3 separate regions of the Sus scrofa genome follow, and regions 1 and 2 are each linked to region 3. The links are chromatin contacts, called in public HiChIP or PLAC-seq maps. All regions are on one chromosome and are shown on one strand. The core of a region is the stretch at or near the end of the contact, and the rest is flanking DNA. Distances in the headings are between cores, read along the strand shown.

The links. HiChIP or PLAC-seq counts read pairs in DNA pulled down with a chosen protein or histone mark.
Region 1: an H3K27ac HiChIP or PLAC-seq map of alveolar macrophages shows a contact between it and region 3. The contact joins two enhancer-like sites. A contact is called at or near these places in 1 of 47 Hi-C or Micro-C datasets (epiblast stem cells) and 1 of 2 datasets of contacts at active chromatin or transcription factors (alveolar macrophages).
Region 2: an H3K27ac HiChIP or PLAC-seq map of skeletal muscle shows a contact between it and region 3. The contact joins two enhancer-like sites. A contact is called at or near these places in 2 of 47 Hi-C or Micro-C datasets (fibroblasts and skeletal muscle) and 2 of 2 datasets of contacts at active chromatin or transcription factors (alveolar macrophages and skeletal muscle).

The regions. Positions count from the first base shown.
Region 1 is chr13:126,038,985-126,043,373 of Sscrofa11.1, reverse strand. All of the region lies in intron 3 of LPP (lipoma-preferred partner), which reads right to left. Among named protein-coding and RNA genes, the nearest start is that of MIR28, 240 kb to the left of the region's middle. Within about 2 kb of position 1,668, at least 12 of the 83 cell types and tissues checked have an H3K27ac peak or open chromatin away from gene starts, as enhancers often do. A contact at or near this core is called in alveolar macrophages, where this site is marked.
Region 2 is chr13:125,960,800-125,964,810 of Sscrofa11.1, reverse strand. The region is part of intron 2 of LPP (lipoma-preferred partner); the gene reads right to left. Among named protein-coding and RNA genes, the nearest start is that of LPP, 180 kb to the right of the region's middle. Within about 2 kb of position 1,485, at least 8 of the 83 cell types and tissues checked have an H3K27ac peak or open chromatin away from gene starts, as enhancers often do. A contact at or near this core is called in skeletal muscle, where this site is marked.
Region 3 is chr13:126,366,120-126,370,392 of Sscrofa11.1, reverse strand. The region is part of intron 8 of LPP (lipoma-preferred partner); the gene reads right to left. Among named protein-coding and RNA genes, the nearest start is that of MIR28, 86 kb to the right of the region's middle. Within about 2 kb of position 1,707, at least 7 of the 83 cell types and tissues checked have an H3K27ac peak or open chromatin away from gene starts, as enhancers often do. A contact at or near this core is called in alveolar macrophages and skeletal muscle, where this site is marked.

The DNA.
Region 1 (4,389 bases), core at 419-2,918, 330 kb after region 3:
ATTATGTGTATAGTTGGAGTTCTCATTATGTTACACATTTTTTTTTCATCACAGCAATTTTTCAGTCACTCTGTTGTTCTTCTTTACATTTTCTCTGCCAGCAGGAGATGGGAGAGGGAGGTAAGAGGATATCAAAGTCTTTCTGCCTAATTCCGCCACACACAACAAGAATAAACAAAAGACCAAGGACCAAGGACCCAAGTCAAAACCCAAAGATCAAGCTGCATCACTAGATGATGGTACCAATTAACATAACCCCTTAAAAAATTGTTGTCAGCAGGAAGTACCTAGAAAAATTCTGAGAAGTTAATGATACCATGACTTGACATCAAGGGGAAATGGTAGCATAATTTTTACTTAATATTTTGTCAGCAATCATATAAGGGTATGAGATATATACAACAGCTTATCTACATCTAATTTCCCATATAAAGAAGGCTGATGTAGAGTCCTAGACTATATGTCTCTTCTCTACCAATCATAAGGAACTACAAGAAAATCCTAGAAGGAAATGTTGGCAATTCATAAGTAGCAGTAAAATCACCTATTAATGATGACATTTAGCAAGTGCTTACTAAGTGCCAGACGTTATTACAAGAACTTTCAATACAATACCCAACCTTCACAACAACCTAGGAAGTAGGCAAAATTAACCTCTTTTTTGTGAAAGAGAACATGGAGACTCAGAGAAGTTCACCTATTTGTCTAAGATCACACAGCCAGCATTGGTCAAACACGTCGAACACCATTTATCTGGCACTGTGTAAGGAGGCCAGGAGAGTTGGGGGAGGGCAAAGGTCAAAAGGGAGACATCCTTGACCCAGAAATGGGCCATACACTGCTTCTACCCAAAGAATCTGCAGCGAAGCTAAGGCATGAGGATAAATTACTATAATCCAAGATAGAAAATATGAGGTGCCACAAAAAATGCACAATTGAGTTCCATCCCAGTGTGTATGGGTATGCGGTCAGGAGGGAGTAGGGGTAGGTGGAGAGTAGGTAAGATGAAGTCCAGGCAGAAAAAATTACAGAATGAACGGGAATAACCTTATGCTTCACAAATTTATATATATCACTGGGGCTTGATTCCTTTTCTCTGCATTCACTGAGTTTCTTTCCTGTGTGAGTAATTCGGTAATAGAGTACACAGTAAGCAGACTGGGAGCTTCCTGAGGACAGGTGCTATCCGCACTATATCCTCATGCCTAGGATGGTGTCTGGCACACACTCATGGTCAAGAAATACTGAATTAGTCATAGAATAAATGAATGTGTTAATTGATTTAAAAAAGGCCAAATGAATGAATACAGAAACACAAAGTCAGGTGTACACTGTTAAGAAATATAGACCACACTGGAGTTCATGAACTCAAGTTCCCTGACTGCTAAAGCCCCTGTCCCCAGGTGTAACTTTGCAAACATGAGCGCCAAGGGACTTTTGCTAGACAGCAGGTGGGAGTTCTCTTAACCAAGAGACCACACTAGTGACCTAACTGGTCAGAGATTTGAAGAACACAAAGAAGCAAAACATGAATTTTTGTTTTAGTCCCCATTACAGCAGGAAGCAGAAAGTGAACCACAAAAGCTGTATTATCTAGAACTTTCTTGAGCTATAAAGTAACTCATTTGCAGAAGTCGTTGATTTTGTACATGGGGACTGTTTGGTGAGATTGAGGAAGCAAATGATGGTTGACTTCCTGGAGTGAGTCATGGCTGTAACCCCCTTTGGCGGTATTAATAGAACAGGGGGAAAATTTCCAGGAAACATCAATTACCACAACTACCAAAATAGAAAAGACGGCTGGTGACTTAATCACTAAACTTTTGGGGAGACTACACCCTTTCTTTATCAGAAAAAGATAACAATAAATCAAACTAACACATTTTGAAACTAATTAACAGTATTCCTTTACAGTTTGCAGAGTTACCTTTTAATCCTAAAATTATGCTTTAGTAAAATGACCATACCTAGTCTAAGCTAATTATAGTTAAACAAAGATTCTAAGCTCAAGGTTAAACCTCCAAGAAATGGATATATGTATTACATGATTCATTCATCCATCCATTCCTTCCTTCAAACCTGAAATTTAAGTATTTATGGGTATCTACTACTATGTTTTAGATTCATACTCTCTCAGACACAAAGAACTAAATAAAAGAGATAAGAACTATAATAAATGTCTTGATCTCTATCCTCTTTTATGGCCAAATCTCTTTGTGTTGTTTGCAGGTTATCCTGGCATTAGAGCTGAGAGATTTATTCAGTTCAACAGCTTTAGAAAATGCTGGAAACCTTAGGTCAATCTGGTTTAAAAACCTAAGGGATTGCAGTCCTACTCTAAAGGCATGCCATATCTGCCTTTATAGCTTTATTACTTCATAACCTGGCAGCAGAGTGTAGCACCAGGACCAGAGTGCCTGGGTTCAAAACCCAGTTCTACTACTTAATAACTGCGACAATTTTTTGTTTGTTTGTTTGTTTGTTTGTTTGTTTGTTTATTTATTTATTTATTGCTTTTGAGGGCTACACCTGTGCATATGGAAGTTCCCAGGCTAGGGGTAGAATTGGAGCTGCAGCTGCAGGTCTGCATCACAGCCACAGCAATGTGGGATCCTAGCCACATCTTTGACCTATGCCACAGCTCACGGCAACACCAGATCCTTAACTCGTGGAGTGAGGCCAGGGATCAAACCCACATCCTCATGGATACTAGTCTGGTTCTTAACCAACTGAGCCAGAATGGGAACTCCTTTTACTTTTTTTTTTAAATCTTTTTAGGGCCACACCTGCAGCATATGGAGGTTTCCATGCTAGAGACTGAATCAGAGCTATAGCTGCCAGCCTATACCACAGCCACAGAAACATCAGATTCGAGCCACATCCATGACCTATCATGCAGCTTGCCACAATATCAGATCCTTAGCCCAATGATAGAGATCGGGGATCAAACCCTCATCCTCATGGATACTAGTCTGGTTCTTAACCTGCTGAGCCACAACAGGAACTCCAATAACTATGTGACTTAGAGCAAGTCATTTCACACCTCTGTGCATTCAACAAATAGAAATGAATAACAGCACTATTTTATAAGATTATTATGAAATAAGCGCGCGCGCACGCACGCACACACACACACACACACACACACACACATGCTTGGAATAGTAACTGCAACGTAACACTTCAGAAAACTTTACTATCATTCTCATTACTATCATTACCCCACTCAGTCTAAGAGGGGGGTTTTTCATGACTCTTCACAGGAATAGAACCACCTGCACAGCTATGACCCTGGCCATGTATGCCAACAGATCTCCATCTGCTTACTCACTTATGATCCATCACTGTGCTCTGTTGTCCTGACTACAATGAAACCACATGCCCCAGCCCTAAGGGATATTATATTCAAGCAATCCAGTTGGACAATCTCTCCCTCATTGTGGTTGACTTCTTCCACTCGCCTATTTAAATTCAATAAGTGTGGCTGAAGAAATAGTCTGGCCATCCCATTCTCACCCATCTCAAACACATAAAAATCTTCTAAACTAACCAGTTTCAAATATCCTTTATGGCCCCCAAGTACTTTACCACGTTGTTTTATTTACAGCAGAATGGAATTTAATTAAAAGAATACTTTGGCAAGTACCAGTAATAAGCTGGTATTAAGCATGCTTCCACTTTCTTCAACATGCTATCTCCTCAAAAGGCTGTAGCCATGAAGACCTCTACTACGTTCTCTAGCAGAAAACACTGAAAGCAACACATACAACAGGCCACAGGGCAATATCTGAATAAATTCAGGTTTATCTAACTCCAAACACTATAATGGTAAATATGATGGGGAAAATTCTTATTCTATAACATTAAATGAAAAAAAATGCAAAAGCATGTCTCTCCTGATTACACATTATTAAAAATAATTTTAGTAATTCTATACATTAGACCATATTGCTGGAGACAAAATTGGTACCTAGAAAATGGGATCAATATATTAAGGAGGCAGGACTGTGGGTGTACTCTTTAATGAATTTGTTTTCTTATTCTTACAAAAAGCACATGTGCACATTTTCAAAATCTACCAATAATCTTCAAATTTACCTAAAGTCCACAAAGAAAAAAATACCTTAAGAAGGATTTATATGATTGAAATACATTAGAAAATTTCAAGTGCATAACATATCATCTTAATAGCAGGAACTTTTCCTTCTGAAAGATACACAAGTACTCCCCAAATTAAATCCAGGCATTATTTATCACGTCACTCAAATGCAGGCACTTGGGAGCGGAAGCTCTCATATCCTCCCATATCCATCCAAGCCTGAAGCCCACAGAAGAAGTCTCAATCATCAGCAGCCTCAAGTGCTATTTAGGATGGGTGTTCACATCAAA
Region 2 (4,011 bases), core at 236-2,735, 410 kb after region 3:
TTAATTAATGAATTTTCATGTAAATGTTTCAGGACATATGATCTTGTTCATCTCTGAACTCCCATTGCTCACATTCAGAGTATTCTTCAGGGGGCCTCTGTCCAATTCCTACCAGAAACTTCTACAGTTTTTAGAATTGTTTCACTGTCCCTATTCATAGTCTGTGTTATCTCTGGAGGTATTCACACATCTTGAAGCAGATGTGCATTTGAATCCAGACTTTGCTATTTTATTTGCTGTATGACATTAGACAAATTACACAAACTCTCTGAGCTCAGGGTCCACATAAGAAAGGTGGGAAAAAATAATTTTCTACTTTATGAGATTAATGAAATGAAGTATTAAAATGGATAGCACTTAGCAGATTTTGGATTAAAACAACACCTGAGTGAGTGAATGTGTGTGAGTGAGTGAATGAATAAAATAAGTAGAATAAGAATTTCAATATTAAGACATCACTCAACAACTTGAAATGTAATAAATGTCCAGAGTCATGCTCATAAATGAGTCTGACACTCAGAGCAAAACAATAGGTGAATTGTGGGAGAAATCCAACAGCAAAGGAAATGTATGTTACCCAAATGTCATCACAGACTTCCCACACTGAAAAATATCTTTTGCTTAATCTAGAACCTATATATGATCTTCAGAAGGTTTACAGACCTCCTGAAATTATAGACAACATTCTATGCAGACATGTATTTTCTATTTCATAGATTCATCTGCATTTCCAAATATTCCATAATCCTTTCCCCTACCGCTAAACACACACACAGAGAGACAAATTAATAACTACTGCCTTAGGCAAGTCCCTTGACAGAAAGGGATCTTCCAACTCAGAGAGAAAGAAGTTTATTTAATAAAACAAGGCTAAAAGACACAAGCATGCAGCTTAGAAAGAGACAGTGGAAGTTTTCATGATGAGCACTCCAAACCAGACAAAGAATTTCAGATTCAGCTTGGCTGCAAACTTGCTATGGGACCTTAGAAAAATCAGAGACTCATGAAAATCAGAGTTGGGGAAACTCAGACATCATCTATTTCACTCGCTTCCGCCTCCTCCCCCTCCCATATTACAGATGGAGAAACTGAGGTTCAGAGGAAAGTCATGCTTTCACCAAAGTCACAGCAAATTAAGTAGAGCCAGGATTGAACCACAGACTCAGTAATATAATTGCCACACTCTACATGCCAGGATTATGAGGTATAAGATAAGTGTTAAGACCCAGTGGCCTCAAAGTTATCTTCTAACTATTAGATAATTACTACTCTCTTCTCTGGAAATCTCATGAAAACATTAGTTTGATTTTGGCAAAGATCATCCCAGCTGATTGTCAGTCCCAGCCCAGTCCCACGAGAACAAGGCAGAGAGAAGGTCTGAAAGAATGAAAGATGCTGCTGTTAATCTTGGGTAGCACAGTGACTGTGAACTGCAGGCCTTGAACTAGATTTCACCATGTTGGCTATTACTCTCCTGTCCCCTGTGTATTAATCCTGCATCTGTCTTCTCTTTATTAATGTTCCCAACTATGCGTAGTACATAGCCAGCTAGGAACTCATACTCAGCTTCCTATAATTCACTGGATCAGAAAAGGGCAGGAAGACACAGTGGTGAGGTCAGGGGCAAGTAATCTCTTACAGGAAGAACTACAGGGAAATCCACAGCCTCCTAATAAACACAGAGAAGACAAGCAGCCAGAATCCTCTATACCATGCCTCATGGAAAAAACAGAGAGGCTTGGCATCCATTTATGTTTCAAGGGCAGCTCACATCCCTGTGTTGACAATGGGATTGGTTTTGCCTGAAAATGGCGTCCCTTTAAAATCAGGAAGAGAAAGCACACTTCACATAGAGATTTCTCTCCTAAAACAGAGATATAACTATGGAGTCAGAAGAAAGAATTCTAGCCCAGATCTTCTAGCCCACTAATACATTAGACAAATCAGATTCTCTCCTTGACCCAAAATCTCCATCTCTGTAATGAAAGAATTTGGCTAGAGTGGTTCTTAAAGTCCCCTCTGCCTTTAACATTCTGATCTCTCCTTAAGGTCACTGACTGCAACCCTGGAAAAGTCAAACAACAAACAGAAGAGGAACCTCTCTATGCTACCAGAGTCTGTGAAACTGAGACCCAGATTATAGAGCAGAGAAACACGGAAGAACAGATGTTTTTTCTTTTCTACCAGAAACTGAATGGGAACCAAAAAAATGCATAAATGGCCAATCATACTGTATGTATAGTTCAAATCACTACCTGCCCTTCTGGTATGTACAAAAGTCAAATGCTGAAAAGAACAACTATTTTCACATACTGCATTCTCCTATGACATTGGAAAAGCGGCAGTAGGAGAAAGGATTGGCCAAGGGAAAAACATTGTAAAAAATAGGACATTTGACTAGAAGAAATGCCATACTGACCAGTCCAACTTTATCTGTTGTTAGATACTGAAAAGGACCCCAGAGAAGGGAAAGTGACTTGTCCAAGGCCCAGAGCTAGCAGTAGAATTAGATTCTCATGAATTTGGGTTCATAGAACATAACCCATAATGCATTGCTTCACTCCTGCAAACAATGAGATTCTATCCAGATGACTAAGAAAATAATTTTACTTATAACTACTGTCTCTACCTCCACCTCAAAAAAAAAAAAAAAAAAAATCACTGATTTATTTGTGTTAAGACAGATTAGGGCTGTTTCTATTAAATTATAATAAACAATGCACTCTAGCAATATAGACAAGTCCATGAGAATTAATTGGGCATTATTCATCCCTGCTAATGAATCACCTTGTAGAAAATAAGGAAAATCAATGTTCTACCAGAGGCCAGAAACCTGTTCTTGCTCAAGTACAGATATTCCCTGTTAAAGAACATCGGGTATCAGCTCTAAATAGTAAACAGGGTATACAGTTTCAGATTCCATGAAGTACAGCTTTAAATAGACTTGGTTTGGAAATTGGACAGGGAACACACCACAGTCAGTGGATCAACGTTGAAAGCCGAGAAAAACAATGATTACACTCATTAAGTGGGTACCTGTTGACACGTCTACTGTCAAGTCTAATTATTTATTTAAACAGTTATTCTGTCTTCATTACTGCCACCGATACCAATTCTTACCACAAGATTATTTTAAATTTCTGTAGCATGTCTCCATAATATTTACTTCTCTACTTTCCAAAGGCTATTTGAGAAGTTTTATCCTATTTTCCACACCAAAACCTCTTCCAAAACAAAAAAAAGTAGATAGACAGACAGATAGATATGATAGATAGATAGATGACAGATGGATGATAGACAGAAAAATAAATATTAAATCCCTCTGTCTCAAGAGCAATTTTTCATGATCTTTCAAGACATGATTAAAATTTTCTTGGTAATTTCAAAATGGGTTTTAGTGAAGAAGGGGGGCATAGTTAACCACTTCTCAAAACTTATTTTATTAATATTTAACAATTGGCATTGGAGGAAACAATGTAATAACTACAGTTTCTTAATGAACAAATAGGTCTCTGCCTCATAGAGCTATCAAAATCTATGGTGTGTCTATAGTACACTTTTCTGATATGTTTACCCATGAAAATACATGAAATACATAGGAAAGGATTTTTTGCAGGGGCATTTTGTGGACTACAGATGGACAAAAAGACAGGTAGGAGCTATTCCTGTATTTTTGGCTACCATCTTTTTTAAATAAGATGGTATTTTTGTAGAAATGAGAATAAAATCAAACAACACAAGTGGCTGCATTGTTTGATTTACTCATAGAGGAGTTTCATGGTCCATACGTCTCCTCACTGGCCTTGTTTGCACATGACCTGTCCTTATTCTATGTGTATGGTGAATATCAGCTTTGAAAACCATATTAATGTAAAACTAAAATTTCCACTCAATTCTAAATTTCTAACTCATACAAATATGGGGTAGTACCAACAGACTTCAATTCTTTCAAAGGTCTGTGTAAATAAAATCATGATTAAGATCATGGAAATACACAGCAAAAGGTAAACA
Region 3 (4,273 bases), core at 458-2,957:
ACACTCAAAAAGAGCACTTGCCTTCTTGCCTTGCAATAAAGATGATGCCAGCCTTGCCTGGCATCCTCTGATTCTGCAGGGAGGTGAGCAAAAGAGAGATCCAGGAAGTAAGTTCTTTTTTTTTTTTTATTTTTTTTAAGTAAGCCTGACTAGGGGAAGGAATTACCATGTCCCCATTCAAAGTCATCAGAATATCAGAGAATTTCCACCCAAACTCCCCAGCAATTTTCATCTACAAGTTGGGCCTGTGCATTTGCCCTTGAGTGCAACAGCTCTTATGATAATTCTACAGCTGGAAGCAAGACAGCTGGCTTCACTCTCACATCCTTCTTTTCAATTTTTTACATTTACATTTCAGCAATGACTGCTGACAGGCTCCCCAAGCCAAGTTCTCTTCTCTGCTTCTTATACACACATAGAGTCCCAAATCCAAGGTACAGCAAAGGACAAAGAGTCAAAGACTCTCTTAGGAGACACTGGGATCTAAATGGAAACCCAATTCCCCTCCAGCCACCCGCCCCAAATAAATATCAAAGCAACCAGAGGCACACCCGTTGGGACAAGAACTAAGGGAAAGAAAAAAAGAATAAAATGTGATAACCCCCACCCCAATAATGGTTTCAAATTCATAAGGGAATATGCCAAAAATCTCAAATGGCTATAACACCAATTGTAGAAGGTTAAAACCTATGAGAGAGGGAGAAATAAAAGCCTTGCATGTTCAGAAAAGGCCCCATCTATTTAGGGAAGTTCCAGGAAAGCTTTTTTAAGGTTGGATGAGATAGATTTTCAAATGGTGGAGATGGAGAAAGGTACAAGGCAGACAGCAGGCTGGGCACAGAGAGAGAAGGCTAAGATAGCAATGTCTGGGAGAAGTGTCCAGTTTGGCCCAGTATTGTAAAAGGAATGTGGAGGAGAGGCGTGTGGGGTAAAAGTGAAGTGTTTCAGGACTGCTTCTTACACGAGCTGGGCTGGAGGTCTAGGCACATAGATCTCAAATCTGGGTGTGCAAAGGAACCTTCTCCAAGAGCCTTATAAACAATGCTAACTTCCTGGCTTCTTGTGCAGGAATTCTGGGGAGTAGTCCAGAATTTTGTTTTTAATGAGGACTTCAGGGTGATTCCAAAGCAGGTGGCCTCTGGCACATTTTGGGAAAACCAAGCTCCCTGAGGCTCATGACTGGTGACTGGTCCTCAGACTCTTCAAGCTCTCAAACCAGCAGTGTGCAGATAACATTCTGGAGACTGAAACATGGAAGAATAACTGTCCTTTGGGGATTCAAGCTACACAAACTTCTCTTCTGCAGGTTCTGTACATATGTTCCTGAGCCTCAGTCTATGCAGTTATTTACTGCTCAGAGCCTCCACACTTTGAGTTTTATTCAGCCCCATCAGCCTCTCTGAACCCTCACTTAGCCACTGGGGTAAGAAATACCATTTTCATTCTATTTGTGAGGAAATTTAAGCTAAAAGAAATGAAGTGAATGCAGACTAGTGTCTGAAGTTAAATTCCATATTCTTTCTCTAAAAATATTTGCTGCCTCATCTCAGGCCCCCTAAATGAAAGATTGAATATCTTACTTAGGACTCTTCCAACTTATTTTCTGGTTTATTTTTAAGATCAGTTTGAAAGCATAATCTCTCTCTCTCTCTCTCTCTCTCACACACACACACACACACACACACTCTCTCTCTCTCTCTCTCCTTTCCTCCCTCTATCTCCTCTGCCCAAATCTTTAATTCTAATCGAAAATGTATTCATTTTTCGGTTCTGAGGGTACAGTCCAGTTAAAAAGACCCTACTAATACAGATTTTGCACTGTACTGAGTAATTATCATTCCTTCATCCTTTAGGAGATATAGGATAAATATGAAAGAAAACAAGGAACAGACTCCTTCCCCATTTTCTTTCCAACCTTTTATCTATCTCTAAAGTAGGAAGTTTACTGAACCACTGCCAACAATTCACTCAGCCTAATGAAGTGTATAAGTAATAGGATTAAATAATCTTAAACCATTATTACAGCGGCCTGATGCTGACATTCATCCAAACTCTGGCAAACACCAAGTGGTGAGTTCATGCTTGATTTAAAAATAAACAAACTAGGGCAGTGGGAAAGTTCTAGCATAAAGTTTCAGAGGCATGTAACCTGGAAATCTGAGACTCTCCATTCTGGTTAGGGCTGAAGCAACTTCTGTCTTATGTCTAAACTCTCCAACCAAAATTTATGCAATCCAGTATTTTCTAGGGATGTTACTCTGGGCCCTGTAGTCACATATGGTTAAACCTCTCATGTCAGTCCCAAAGAAAGCAGTTCTTTGAAGGCATCATCAAGGCTCATGGTTTCTATTCCTGCCTCTGACATTAATAAACCATATAACCTCAGGCAAATCAGTCAGCTTTCTCAGGCTTTAGGTTTTCTCAGCTATAAAATGACGTTATTGAATTTCTAAGGTTCCTCCTGGCTCTTAAAAAGCATTCTATCTCTATGACAAGAGAAAAAAGTAGAGTTTGGGATAGCAGACTGTGGCAAAAGGTATGTCTGGCTAGGTCTCTATTATTCTGGGCCATCTTCTTCCAGGTGGGAGCCTTACTACCCTTTCCAGGGAGGGCCGTATAGCCTGCAGGGATGTGGTGGGCAGTAATGAAAATCAGCAAAGGGCTAGGGGCTCTATAGGGGAAAAGGCTAAATAAAATCCATCAGCAAAGGACAGTGCAGTAACTATTCTCCCACTGAAAGTTGAGCTGTTGTATAATTACAGGGTGATGATATAAATGCCTGTTAAAGTGAGAGGTGCTTTCCAAAGCATATTCAATCCTCCAATCATTTTGCTCCTGAGTTAATTATCCCTGTAAAATTTTATAGCATTCTTCACTTAGATCATTTACCCTTTTAAAGGTTTACCTAGGTATTTTGTTTTTGTTGCTTCTTCATAAAGATTTTTTTCCCATTTTATTTTCTAAATGTAAATTTCTATTTTGATTTTGCTAGGTTACTAATAAATAATTTAGGTTTCCTTAGATTTTCTTAAATAATTATCATATAATTCATACATATTTATACACCCTAGTCTTACAATTTTGAGTGAAAAAGTCTCAGAAAAATAAGTATGATACAATACATTCATTTAAAATTAAGAAATACTATATGCAAACAACACAACATATATATTAGAGATAATATATAATAATATATATCATATATAAAGTATGATATATATAATATATATATTAGAGATAATACATAACATATACTATATATAATATATATTAGAGCTAATATATAATAATATATGATATATATTACATATTAGAGATATGCAATAAAACTGTACAGAAATGTATGTTTTATTTGTTTTTTTCTGTCTTTTCTAGGGCTGCACCTAGAACAGCACATGGAGGTTCCCAGGCTAGGGATATAATTGGAGCTGTAGCCGCCTGCCTACACCAGAGCCACAGTAACGCCAGATCTGAGCTGCATCTGTGACCCACACCACAGCTCACGGCAATGCCAGATCCTTAACCCACTGAGCGAGGCTGGGGATCGAACCTGCAACCTCATGGTTCCTAGTTGGATTCATTAACCACTGAGCCATGATGGGAACTCCCATGGATGTTAAAACAAATTTAGCATATTAGCTACCACTGTACAGGAGCCTTGAGAATGTGATTGGGGTAAGAACCTAAGAGATTTCAACTGGATTTCTAATATTTTATTTCTTAAATTGGATAATGGGTACATGGTATATCGTCTTATTATGCTTTATAACTTTGTGTCAGAAATATTATATACTTGAAATAGTATATACATAAAAGAAAAAAGTCGTATAATATATATTGTTTTTGTTTCCAAATTTCCATTACAAAGGCTAGAATGTTAAGAATAATACTAATATAATAGCAGGAATTCCGTGGATATCTAGGAAAATCTAGGAAGAGGGCTCACCATTAGTTTATTTTATCCTATTAAACTTAAATATCTTCTTTTTTTCTTCTATTTTATTTAAAGCTCATTTTAAGTTATTGCAATTATTTTCATTTTTAAAAAAGAATGTGTGATAAATTTCATTAAATGCTTTTTTGGCATCAATGGATGTTTACTAATTTTTTTAAAATTGATATTTCACTACAACTAATCATGCTAAAAGATTCCTAATAATTGTTCTAACACTGGAATCATGGAATAACCTGGATTGTTTCACTATGTGGCATTCAGTGTGCTAATATTTCAATTAAGATTTCTGCACTTATGAAAGTTCTATTAGCATAGAGT